Regions from separate parts of the Danio rerio genome. Here all the other regions are linked to region 1. Evidence: chromatin contacts called from public Micro-C data. All regions are on one chromosome and are shown on one strand. Each heading gives the region's core, a stretch centred on a gene start, on an enhancer-like site or on the middle of the called end of the contact. The rest is flanking DNA. Distances are from core to core; before and after follow the strand shown. Region 1 holds the start of zbtb37 (zinc finger and BTB domain containing 37). Region 2 overlaps cdc14ab (cell division cycle 14Ab). Region 3 holds the start of vcam1b (vascular cell adhesion molecule 1b).

What was found. A called contact is a pair of places that touch in the nucleus more often than the background predicts.
Region 2: a Micro-C map of caudal fin shows a contact between it and region 1, with 5 times the contacts expected there. The contact joins the enhancer-like site here to the promoter of zbtb37 in region 1. A contact is called at or near these places in 2 of 18 Hi-C or Micro-C datasets (caudal fin and hematopoietic stem cells).
Region 3: a contact with region 1 is called in a Micro-C map of caudal fin, with 3 times the contacts expected there. The contact joins the promoter of vcam1b here to the promoter of zbtb37 in region 1. A contact is called at or near these places in 1 of 18 Hi-C or Micro-C datasets (caudal fin) and 1 of 4 datasets of contacts at active chromatin or transcription factors (embryo).

Annotation. Positions count from the first base shown.
Region 1 is chr22:15,752,934-15,756,443 of GRCz12tu, reverse strand. zbtb37 (zinc finger and BTB domain containing 37) reads left to right here and starts at 1,915. Exons shown (of 3, transcript NM_001045160.1): 1 at 1,915-2,858; 2 at 3,062-3,161; 3 at 3,371-3,510. The coding sequence starts at 1,915.
Region 2 is chr22:15,937,680-15,941,189 of GRCz12tu, reverse strand. All of the region lies in intron 6 of cdc14ab (cell division cycle 14Ab), which reads left to right. Among named protein-coding and RNA genes, the nearest start is that of cdc14ab, 34 kb to the left of the region's middle. Within about 2 kb of position 1,654, at least 9 of the 62 cell types and tissues checked have an H3K27ac peak or open chromatin away from gene starts, as enhancers often do. A contact at or near this core is called in caudal fin, where this site is marked.
Region 3 is chr22:15,891,411-15,894,920 of GRCz12tu, reverse strand. It overlaps vcam1b (vascular cell adhesion molecule 1b), which reads left to right and starts at 1,781. Exons shown (of 10, transcript NM_001083835.1): 1 at 1,781-1,871; 2 at 2,952-3,224. The coding sequence starts at 1,829.

The sequences.
Region 1 (3,510 bases), core at 666-3,165:
AAAGCGACAGCAGAATCCCTGGCGATAAGTATAGCGATAAATAGTGGTCGTGAAATGGGGGGAATTCAATGCCCGATCACTCAAAACAGACTGTCGTAAAAGGAAAACCGTATTTTGGGTTGTATTTTTGTGTAAATATAAATTTGGCGTGGACCGGGGTAAGGCACCTCCCTGCTTGCTCTGCGCCGGGGTGTGTGCGTGTTTTTCGGGTAGGCTTCATCGCATCACCGCGCTGCAGTGTGTTACTGGAACCGAACTGAGGTGCCACGCCGCCGGTTACAGCTGCCCTGCGCCGTCGGCCGATACTATGTCAAAAACAGAGAGAGACAAAGTAACACTGCGAACCAATCCTACTGACCTATGCAATGCAAAAATGGCAACTTTGCTGTCTAACAGCTGTGGGTTGTAGCCATAAAGAAGTGCAAGAGTGCCGAAAAATATAGTGGAGATTTTTGTGCCTGAAATCTAAAAGGTGAGGGAAATCTTTGTCGCATCTCACTTCAGATGTAACTTTTCTTCAAGAAAAATGGGTCATACGTTGCATTGCATTGTTATAACTGAAATGCTCCAGTTTTATTTTTCATGAATGCTGAATGCTATTAAATGACAAGGGTTGTCTTTGTAATTTCATAAACTTTTAAACAGGTTGTTGTCATTGCTGTTGTTAAAGCATGTGTGTAGTTATCATCATTCAGCCATGTAATAACCATTGTTTTAAGCTTTTCAGCATGCTACATGTAATCTGAGGTGTTACAAAAAATCTGGTCAGCTCTTAAAGATGTAGTGTGCAGATGCTGCAAAAATAGTGACTATATTCAATCTGGCTGACAGCACTCCGAAAAGTTAGCTTTCACTTTTTGTGAAATTTTGGATATGGACTGAAAACTTGTGGGGAGCAAATATACATTGTCATAAGAGTTAACAGGAAGTGGAAAAAGGAAATGTATCCATAAGAAGAATGGCATGAAGAAGACCATCTCATTTCAAAAAAATTTGAAAGCTCCTTCAAATACCGCCTCCAAATGCGTACTTAGTTTTCCATACATTAAAGAACACGACCGGTGGACCCTTTGCTGCCTCAAACGTCCCAAGATTCATTGTGTGCTGATAACGGCAGGACGTTTTTTTAAAAACCCCAGATTAAATGTATGAATTATGTTTACTTTACTTGGATATTTAAACGCGTTAAAAAAACAAAAAGAGTTTGACATGTCTTACTAAAATGTGATTTTATAGACAGTTTACATTTTTATGTGTACATGTGCACCAGTTGACTCTGATGAACTCTGTGAGTTAGAGCTACTTGAACAAAACTTCAGACAAGTTTCCCTGAACACGTCCGCATTAACTATTGTCAGCTGGTCCCACACTTTTCTTTGGGAAACAGCCTTTGAATAATTAATTTGTGGTTTTCTCTGTATATAAATTTGGCATGAGGGCAGCACAGTGGCTAGGTGTTCTCACAGCAAGAAGGTCAGTGGTTCAAGTCCCGGCTGGACCAGTTGACATTTCTGTGTGTAGTTTGCATGTTCTCCCTGTGTTGGTGTGCATTTCCTCCGGGTGCTCCGGTTCCCCCACAGTCCAAAGACATGTGGTATAGGTGAATTAAATAAGCTAAATTGGCCATAATGTATGAGTGTTTCCCATTGCTGGGTTGCGGCTGGAAGGTTATTGGCTGCGTAAAACATATGCTGGATAAGTTTTATTTCCCAGTGGCTACCCCTGATAAATAAAGGGACTAAGCCGAAGGAGATGAAATGAAATGAAAATTGCACATCTTTTGTCGCAATGCAAAACGTGTCTCTATTATATTGCATTTTTAAAGAACTTTACAGCTTTACAGACTTAATCCAATAACCTGAACTTCTTTTTATTTGTCCGCAGCTTTGAAAAGCAGCGCAATAGGCAGCCCGCATGGAACGAGCAGGAAGCATCCAACTTGATATTCCGGACTTCAGCAACTCCGTCCTGTCGCACTTGAACCAGTTGCGAATACAGGGTCGTCTATGTGACATTGTTGTCAATGTTCAGGGCCACAGTTTTCGTGCCCACAAGGTGGTCCTTGCCGCCAGCTCCCCCTACTTCAGGGACCACATGTCACTGAGTGAGATGAGCACCGTGTCCATATCAGTCATCCGGAACCCAACCGTATTCGAGCAGCTCCTTTCGTTCTGCTACACAGGACGATTATGCTTGCAACTTGCCGATATCATCAGTTACCTGACGGCTGCCAGCTTCCTCCAAATGCAGCATATTATTGATCGTTGCACACAGATTTTGGAAGGCATCCACTTTAAAATCAGCCTATCAGATGTGGAAGAGGAGCTCGGGAATGGAGCTCATAGAACCACCAACCAAACCATTGAGTCGGGACGAGGTGGGACGACACTAAGTGGGTCCCGCTCCTTGAGTCCCAGACTCACAAGCTCCCGGTTGATTGGCAACACTGGGGTGATCAGCATCCGCGATGTGAGGGAAGTTCGAGAGATTAGTCCCCCTGGGGAGTCCATGAGCCCTCAAATAGTGGAGCACAGTGGCATTGGCTCCGAGGAGGTAGGATCTGGAAAAGAACCCATTCTTCGAATTAACCGAGCCGGGCAATGGTATGTTGAAACAGGACCTGAGGCAGAGAGAGGAGGAGAGGAGAACGTGCGGATGGTTGATGGGTTTCGGATTAAGACAGAAAGGATGGATGAGTGGATGGGGGCAGAGACCCAGGCTTCAGCGGAGGAAGGCAGTGGGGCAGAGGAGGGGCCGACAGTAATGATTGACACCTCAGGACGTAGCACACTAGTGCAGGAAGGAGGAAGAGGTGGGAAAAGTTCCCAGCCGTCCAGTAGCTTCAGTGAAACAGAGAGGTGTGTATGGCATCTAAAGGAAGTTCACGTTCAATTTTAAAAGTTTTTTTTTTTGTATAAGAATCTTATCGATGTAGATACAAACTTTCTTTTATGTTAAGGAACGTCAAGACACAGTACTTAAATGTATTTCACTTAGCTCAATAACACTTTTTCTGTTTTGTTTGGTAAAATTGTGAACCTGTACTTGTTTTTTTCCTCAGGTTTAGTCCAACAGGTAGTGTGGTGGTCATGGCTGATCGCCAGAGAGCCAAGAGTGAGTCTCCAGGAAGAGTTGACGATCAGAGACATCCCACCTCACAGGTAAGGCATCCCAAACATAGTTGTAATCAAAAGTTTACAATTACAACCCTTTAATTTCTTTAATACCTATAGATCGTTTCAAATAAATATTGGTCAGTCACACTTGCTGAGCAAATAAAAAAACCTTACAATTGTACCGCTGACAGAACAGGTGGTGTGCCTATGTTAACCTATGTTAGACCATTAACTTTTCACCCTTTTCCATACAGGGAGAGGAACAAGCTGTGTTTGACATGGGAGGATATGAGGAATACCTACGAGAACAGGTAGGTGACAGGTGGTTCCGCTACAACCCCCGTCTCACCTGCATTTACTGCTGCAAGTCCTTCAACCAGAAGGGAAGCCTAGA
Region 2 (3,510 bases), core at 405-2,904, 190 kb before region 1:
TCAATGCACTGGAAAAACTCGTTGAACGTGGAGAGTGGATTCCTGAGTGCATTCTTACATGCTAGTCATTCAACAACATCCTTCAGTTGCTTAACCTGTTTGTTTTCTTACAGTTTGAGTACATTAATTTTACTCCATAGACCTTCCTAACATACAAACTTGGCACATTTGATATTATGTTGGTTGAAGAAGGTTTTATATTTGGTCTCTATTTATGTGGGTTTTTGGAAGATTGAGTAAAAAATACTTAATGTAAATGACAAGATGAGCATACATTTTGAAAAATGTACACCTTTTTATATCTGGATATGCAAGCAGGAAGTACATAAACTGGAGGACTTTCGGTAGTAAACTGAAGCACATGGCTGCTCTCGTCTCCCATTCTCTTTGAGTTTTCCCCCAATTTGATTCAAATTAAAACTTATTTCTTGATTGAAGTTCGGGAAAGCAGAAAATGTGATATAACTTGATAACTAAGTGGGTACTGTCATGGCTGAGAAACAAGGGGATTGTAGTGGCGGACAAGAGGAAAACCCGAAACTAGCAACAGTGGATGATAACATCGCTGTCATCTGGGCAGACATAAAGATGATGTCCTCGGATATGAAGTCAGAGATCATTTCAAGACCATTTAAAAAGAGAATTAGTGGGTTTTCAAAAGGAAATGGTTAAACTAAATCACCACCGTTCTAAAAACTGCAAGTGACAGAGGAAGTACAGTTGAAGTCAGAATTATTGGCCCCCTTTTGATTTTGATTTTCTTTTTTAAATATTTCCCAAATGATGTTTAACAGAGCAATGAAATTTTCACAGTATGTCTGATAATATTTTTTCTTCTATTTGTTTTATTTTAATAAATAGTTATTAATTTTTTTAAATCCATTTTTGGGTCAAAATTATTAGCCCCTTTAAGCTAATTTTTTTTCCGATAGTCTACAGAACAAACCATTGTTATACAATAACTTGCCTAATTACCCTAACCTGCCTAGTTAACCTAATTAACCTAGTTAACCCTTTAAATGTCACCTTAAGCTGTATAGAAGTATCTTGAAAAATATCAAGTAAAATATTATTTACTGTCATCATGACAAAGATAAAATAAATCTGTTATATGAAAAAAGTTTTTAAAACTAGTATGCTTAGAAATGTGCTGAAACAATCTTCCCTCCATTAAAAAGAAATTGGGGAGAAAAAATAAACAGAGGCGCTAATAATACAGGGGGCTAATAATTCTGACTTCAACTGTACATGAACTGATCTGTCATGTGACACCTCTTACCAAAAGCAAACCCTTTTAGAGCTTACCAGTGTTCACACTCTTGGCTAAATGTCGAATTCCCTGACTTTTTCCTGACATTCACGCACTCAAAAACTGAATTTCCACGACCGATGTTAAACACTGAGCAGACTAAAAGGAGGATACATCTTTAATCGCATGTTTGACATGGTGCCACAGCCCAAAACAAAGCTGCACTGAAAGTTGCATTGTATTTCCTTTTAAATGTAATTTATTGCAGCATCCCCTGTCTGCAAAGCTCTGGACATGCAGGCTCTTGTGTAATTTGCAGTTTCTTTGAGACAGATGTATGTGACTCCCCTCCGGCTCTCATTAACAGCCTGTTTTAACAGCTCTTTAATTGCATGAGTCACACGCAGCATCTGTGAGTGTGATAAACACCCATGCCTGGTAATGATCTAATCACCACTTCTGCCTCTCTCTGAGCTGGAGGCGAGGAGTTAATGCCCTATTTGCTGACATGAGAGCAGTCGTTTTGTTTTGGTTAGTTGTTTGGGTTTGTCTAATGGTTAAACATCTGGGCTCGTAACCAAGAGTTCACGGAGCAGAATCTTAACGGGAAGCTAAAGGGAGGGTTCACCCAAATAATGAAAATTCTTTGTTGCTCGTATTTGTTTTTTTTTCTGATCAGTTTGAGTGTTTTTATTCTGTTGAACACAAAAGAAGATATTTTGAAGAATGTTGGGAATATATAACCATTGACTTTCCTAGTAGAAAAAAAACAAATACTATGGAACTCAACGGTTTCCAGCTTTCTTCAAAATGCCTTGTTCAACAGAACAAAAATACTCCTAGTTCTGCTGCATAGTGGAAAAATGGTTACAATGTCTCAATATTTGGATATATATATTAGGGATGCTCAGATCAGGATTTGCACCTATTACTTTTCATAGTGATTGGCCGATACTGAGTACCGATTCTGATGCTTTAAGCTTCATAATGCAATTAGAGGCTTATTGTTCCAATAAGTATATTACAAAAAGGTATATTATGAAATATTCAGGTTTAAGAATATATATTTTAATGGTTTTTTTTATTGAAGTTTGAAACTTCAATGAAACAATGAAACTTGCAATGTTGTCAAACACAGAACACATTTTTTTTCACTGCATGTAAAGCTGTACACAATCGCCTGCTATCGGTTCATGAGATCTGCTAGATTGGCAAGTACCGATCGAGTCATAAAATGGGATTATCGGCCCATACCGATCTCCAGCTGATCAATCGAAGCATCCCAATAATAATAATAATAATAATAATAATAATAATAATAACAATGCTAATACTTTTAATAATAATAAATATATTTGTGCAAAAATGACATTTTCACAATTAATGTTTCACATGTTAAGTCACATTGTGTTAAACTTAAATAAATACTGCAAATAAAAGCTTGTTGATTTTAAGTATACTATACTATACATAAGTATTGAGTGTAACATCATGAGAGATTAACGTTTAAGAGGAAAAAGTCATATAAATTGTGTGATTCATAATTTAGCAGTTTTAAGTCACATTGAGATGGTTTGTGTCTTCTCTAAAATGTTGCAATTTCTGTAAAAAGCTTCATTGTGAACGATATAAACTTGCATTTATACAAAAAATAAGCACATTTTCAAAAGCAATCTGGTAATTGTAAAAAAAATATGTTGTTGCAAATTACAATAAATATCTCTTTTATGCAATTGGTAATTTTTATTGCAATGTATTTTTCTCATTTTAGTTTATTTTTTATTATTTATTATTTCACTTTATTTTACAGTGTTCTTAGAAAGTACTAGGTTATATGAGGTAACTACATGGGTTAAAGTAAAGATCAGAGCCAGGGTAGCTTTAAGACTGATTTATACCTCTGTGCCAAGTGATCAACGTGATCCACGATGCCTGTCTTGTATTTATACTTCTATACGTAGTCGTGCATTTATACTTCTGCGTGCTGTTTGGGTTGCTCTGCAATAACACTTCTAAAAACGCTAGCCGGCAGTAGGTTTTTATGTTCCACTTGTAAACACTTCCTCCAATGGGTTCATGTGGCTCTCGGTCCTGCCCACACTGGTCACAGCTACCAAGCCGACCAATCACAGAGCTTACTCTACGCATCAATATGATATGTAGTTGCATTTTCTTTGAGATTTGGCTGACTGTCAGCCACGGCGAGGGCTATGCTACTGCGCGAAGGCTGCTCCGGAGCATAAGTTTGACGCACAAGTATA
Region 3 (3,510 bases), core at 532-3,031, 140 kb before region 1:
AAACAGAAACGCTATTGGCTGTTTTTAAAAGGGGAGGGGCTACTGTAAGTCCCGCCTTGTCTTCATGTTTCAATTGCGATTACATTATGTATCGAACAATAATCCACAATTCAAAGCACTTTATGAGACCCTTAAATGCTTGCCATCTTTTGAGTTTGGCGAATTCTGATTGGCTGACATGGTTTTTACTGTACGTCAATTGAAAAAGAAAATCTGAAAGCGATTTCAGTCTTGTCATTATTCGTTTTATCGTATAACAATATTTGCAACTCGTATCTTTCATAAAAAATTATTAGCAGCCGACAGCTTTGTTGAATTTAACTGTGTCATTCAGTTTTGTTCTTTGTTTAAAATTGCTTGTAGTTACATTCTGTTGTCATTGGCTCACCCTTACGTTTCTTTATATTTGTTTCTTCTCTTAAACACAAAAGAACTTGTTGGCACCCAATGACTTCCATATTCCCATATTTTTAAGTCAAGGCATCCCAGCAACAGCATTCTTCAAAATATCTTCTTTTGTGTTTTAAAGAAGAATTAGACGTTAAACATTAATAGCATTAATAGATGTTAAAACTACGTGATGAGGTTATTTTCCTTTTGTGAGAACATATCCCATTAAAGCAGGATGTATTCTGATCATTCATCAACTGGAAACATTAAATATTATAAAGCATATAACTTTTATATGTTTTCAGAGCTATATCATTAACAAAATTATTAGTTTAGTGTAAAAATGTCTGTCAAGATATTTCTAAGTTTACACAGTATATATAACCAGGTAAAGATTCAAGCATATTCGGCTGTCCAAAGGGCACACCAGACCCCACAATGTTGCGAGACTCCACAAATCAATCCAAAATCCCAGCCAATCAGAAGAGCGTGTGGGCGGAGCTATCAGCAGGCGCACTGACTGCACGTCGCAGGGAAACGGATAAGTAACCTACATTATCTAATAATTCATATACAGAGCATTTTAACATGATTAAAAACACACATCGTGTCACTTATGCATTCCTCATCATGAAAACACTTGCTGGATAACACTGAGTCGAACATGTTAACATTCATGGTTGTTTTAATGTATTTTTAGATCTGAGGTAAATTATCCATTGTCGCCTTCATGTCCATACAGGTCAGTCTACACACCGTATATAGAGGTTTAAGTATGGCAACTTGCAAGTGAGATTCAAACTCACATTAGACACAAAATAAAACATATCATTTATTTTTATTAGGCTTTATCATGTTTTTATGTCTTCTTTTGCAGAATTATAGTCTACCGTCGAGGTTTTGCGCCTACTAGCTGTTATATGGTAATGTCACACACAATACACTTTTTACTATTCTTAACGTACATAAGCAAATGTTTTTTTTTCTATATAGGCCTCATGTTATACACTTAAATTAATTCATATTTATACAATAGCCCCCTCCTCAATCCATCAAGCTACTTTCTTTTAGATCAAGCATTTCAGGGAAAACAAAATAATTTCCCCAAGCTTGTAAAAAAAAGCGTTGGAAGTTGTTTTAATGTGTCGCCACTCGCTAATTCATAAAGGAAATGTTATCTTCAGAGTGTACACAGTGATTTCCTGGAAACCCTGTCAGGACAGCAGAGGGAGCCTGTGGTGGATGGAGAACTTCTGCTCGCCTCTCTTCTTGGTCCAAACAAAGGATTGAGGGATGGGGAATTCCTTCATGGCTTATTTAGGGCTACTATCCCACCCCCTTCTCATATAAATGAGATCCAGAGCTGAATGAAAGCAAGATCACTAACTCATTTTCACTCCCTTGGAGCACTTGGAAAAATTCTTCATAAGTATACAACATGGATACAGCTTTCTTGCTGACTTTGCTTTTGCCAGTTGCAGGTAAGTTTCATCTGTTAGTAATTTAACTGCATATGCTATTAGGCAACATGTATATCTTAACATATTTTAGTCTTGCTTAACATTTCTTTTGGTCAGTTTCTTAGACTTTATATGGCTGATTTTATTAATGCAGTTATATTATTATTGGTATTGTTGTTGTTGTTGTTATTATTATTATTTTTTAAATGTTTACCTTTTTATTATAATAAAAATTGCTTTGTTGTATAACTTTTTAATAATTAACCCCTTGCTTGTATTTTCCACATGGAGAAAAATATGATTAATATAATTATTAATATTGATTATGATTAGAAGTTATGATAATTGATTACATTCAAATAATTGTATTTATTTATTTAATTTTTGCATAAATTGACATTCTCGAAAATAAAAGAAAATAATATTTAGATTATAAAAAATAGTTTTAATCCCTAGCCAACACATTACCTGTTTTAATTACAGATGAGTTTATAAATCAATATTCAGAATAGCACTGATTTTTAACCAATTTTTAACCAATTTGACCAATATATATATATATTTTTTATTTTTTTCCACTCAAACCCACAACTAACAAATCCAGTCATTTCAGAAAATCAGAGAATTGCCATGTGATCTTTACATTTTCCACAACTAAACATTGTAAAACATAATTTCTTAGTTGTAAAAGTTGTAAATAAAACAAACAACATTTCAGAAAGAAAATATACATTTTGTTCTCATAATGTTAATTCTTAAATGTTGAACTTTTCATTTCTTTGTAGCTACTTGTGAATTTTAAAAACATCTTTACTCTTTACAGACTTTTGTATGCACAAGTATGTACATATTGCATTTTTATTTCTGTAGCTGAACTGCATATGCACATTTGAGACGTTTTTTTACAGTGCAACTGAACAAGCATGAATTGTGCAAAATTTTTACATTCATGATTTAATTAGTTATGCAAATATTTTATTTCCATATTCAAACTCTGTATTTTAGTCAGATATGCAAATGTATAAATTATAAATCATAATAATCAGTGCTTGTTGAACATAAATGATTGATGTTGGAACTGGAAAAATGTTTGTCTTTTAGTTGTTTCCCACACGCTGGAGCTGCCGCGCAGTGTTCAATTTAAAGTGGGCGACAGGAATGAGCTGAGATGCAGGATGTTATCTTGCCCAGAGAAGGTGAAGTTTGTCTGGACCGCGTTAGGAGACAAACCGATTTTTGCCACTCCAAAGACGGGGGATAAAGAAACTGTCCTGATCTTTGACAATGTGACGAAGAATCACGCCAACGCCATAGTGTGCAGAGCTGCCTGCGGAAAAGAGATGAAAGAATTGACCACACAGGTTAATGTTTACTGTGAGTGCTTTCTGTGTTTTCAGTTTAATCATTTGAGTCCGGATTTAGAATACACTTTTCTGTTGTGACTTTTTACCACAGTAAATATTTCTCAAACTATGTCTGGCATGACATTGGAGGTCAGACTGAGTATAGCGTTGGTTAACAAAAATGTATACAACTATATTTGATGGATTTAAAGGGTTTTTTTTTAAGTGAACGGTAAATATTGATTTGATGAACAGAACATTTGTCCAATTAAACTTTTAGTTCAAAAATTAATATTCACTATGATACCAAGCTGTCA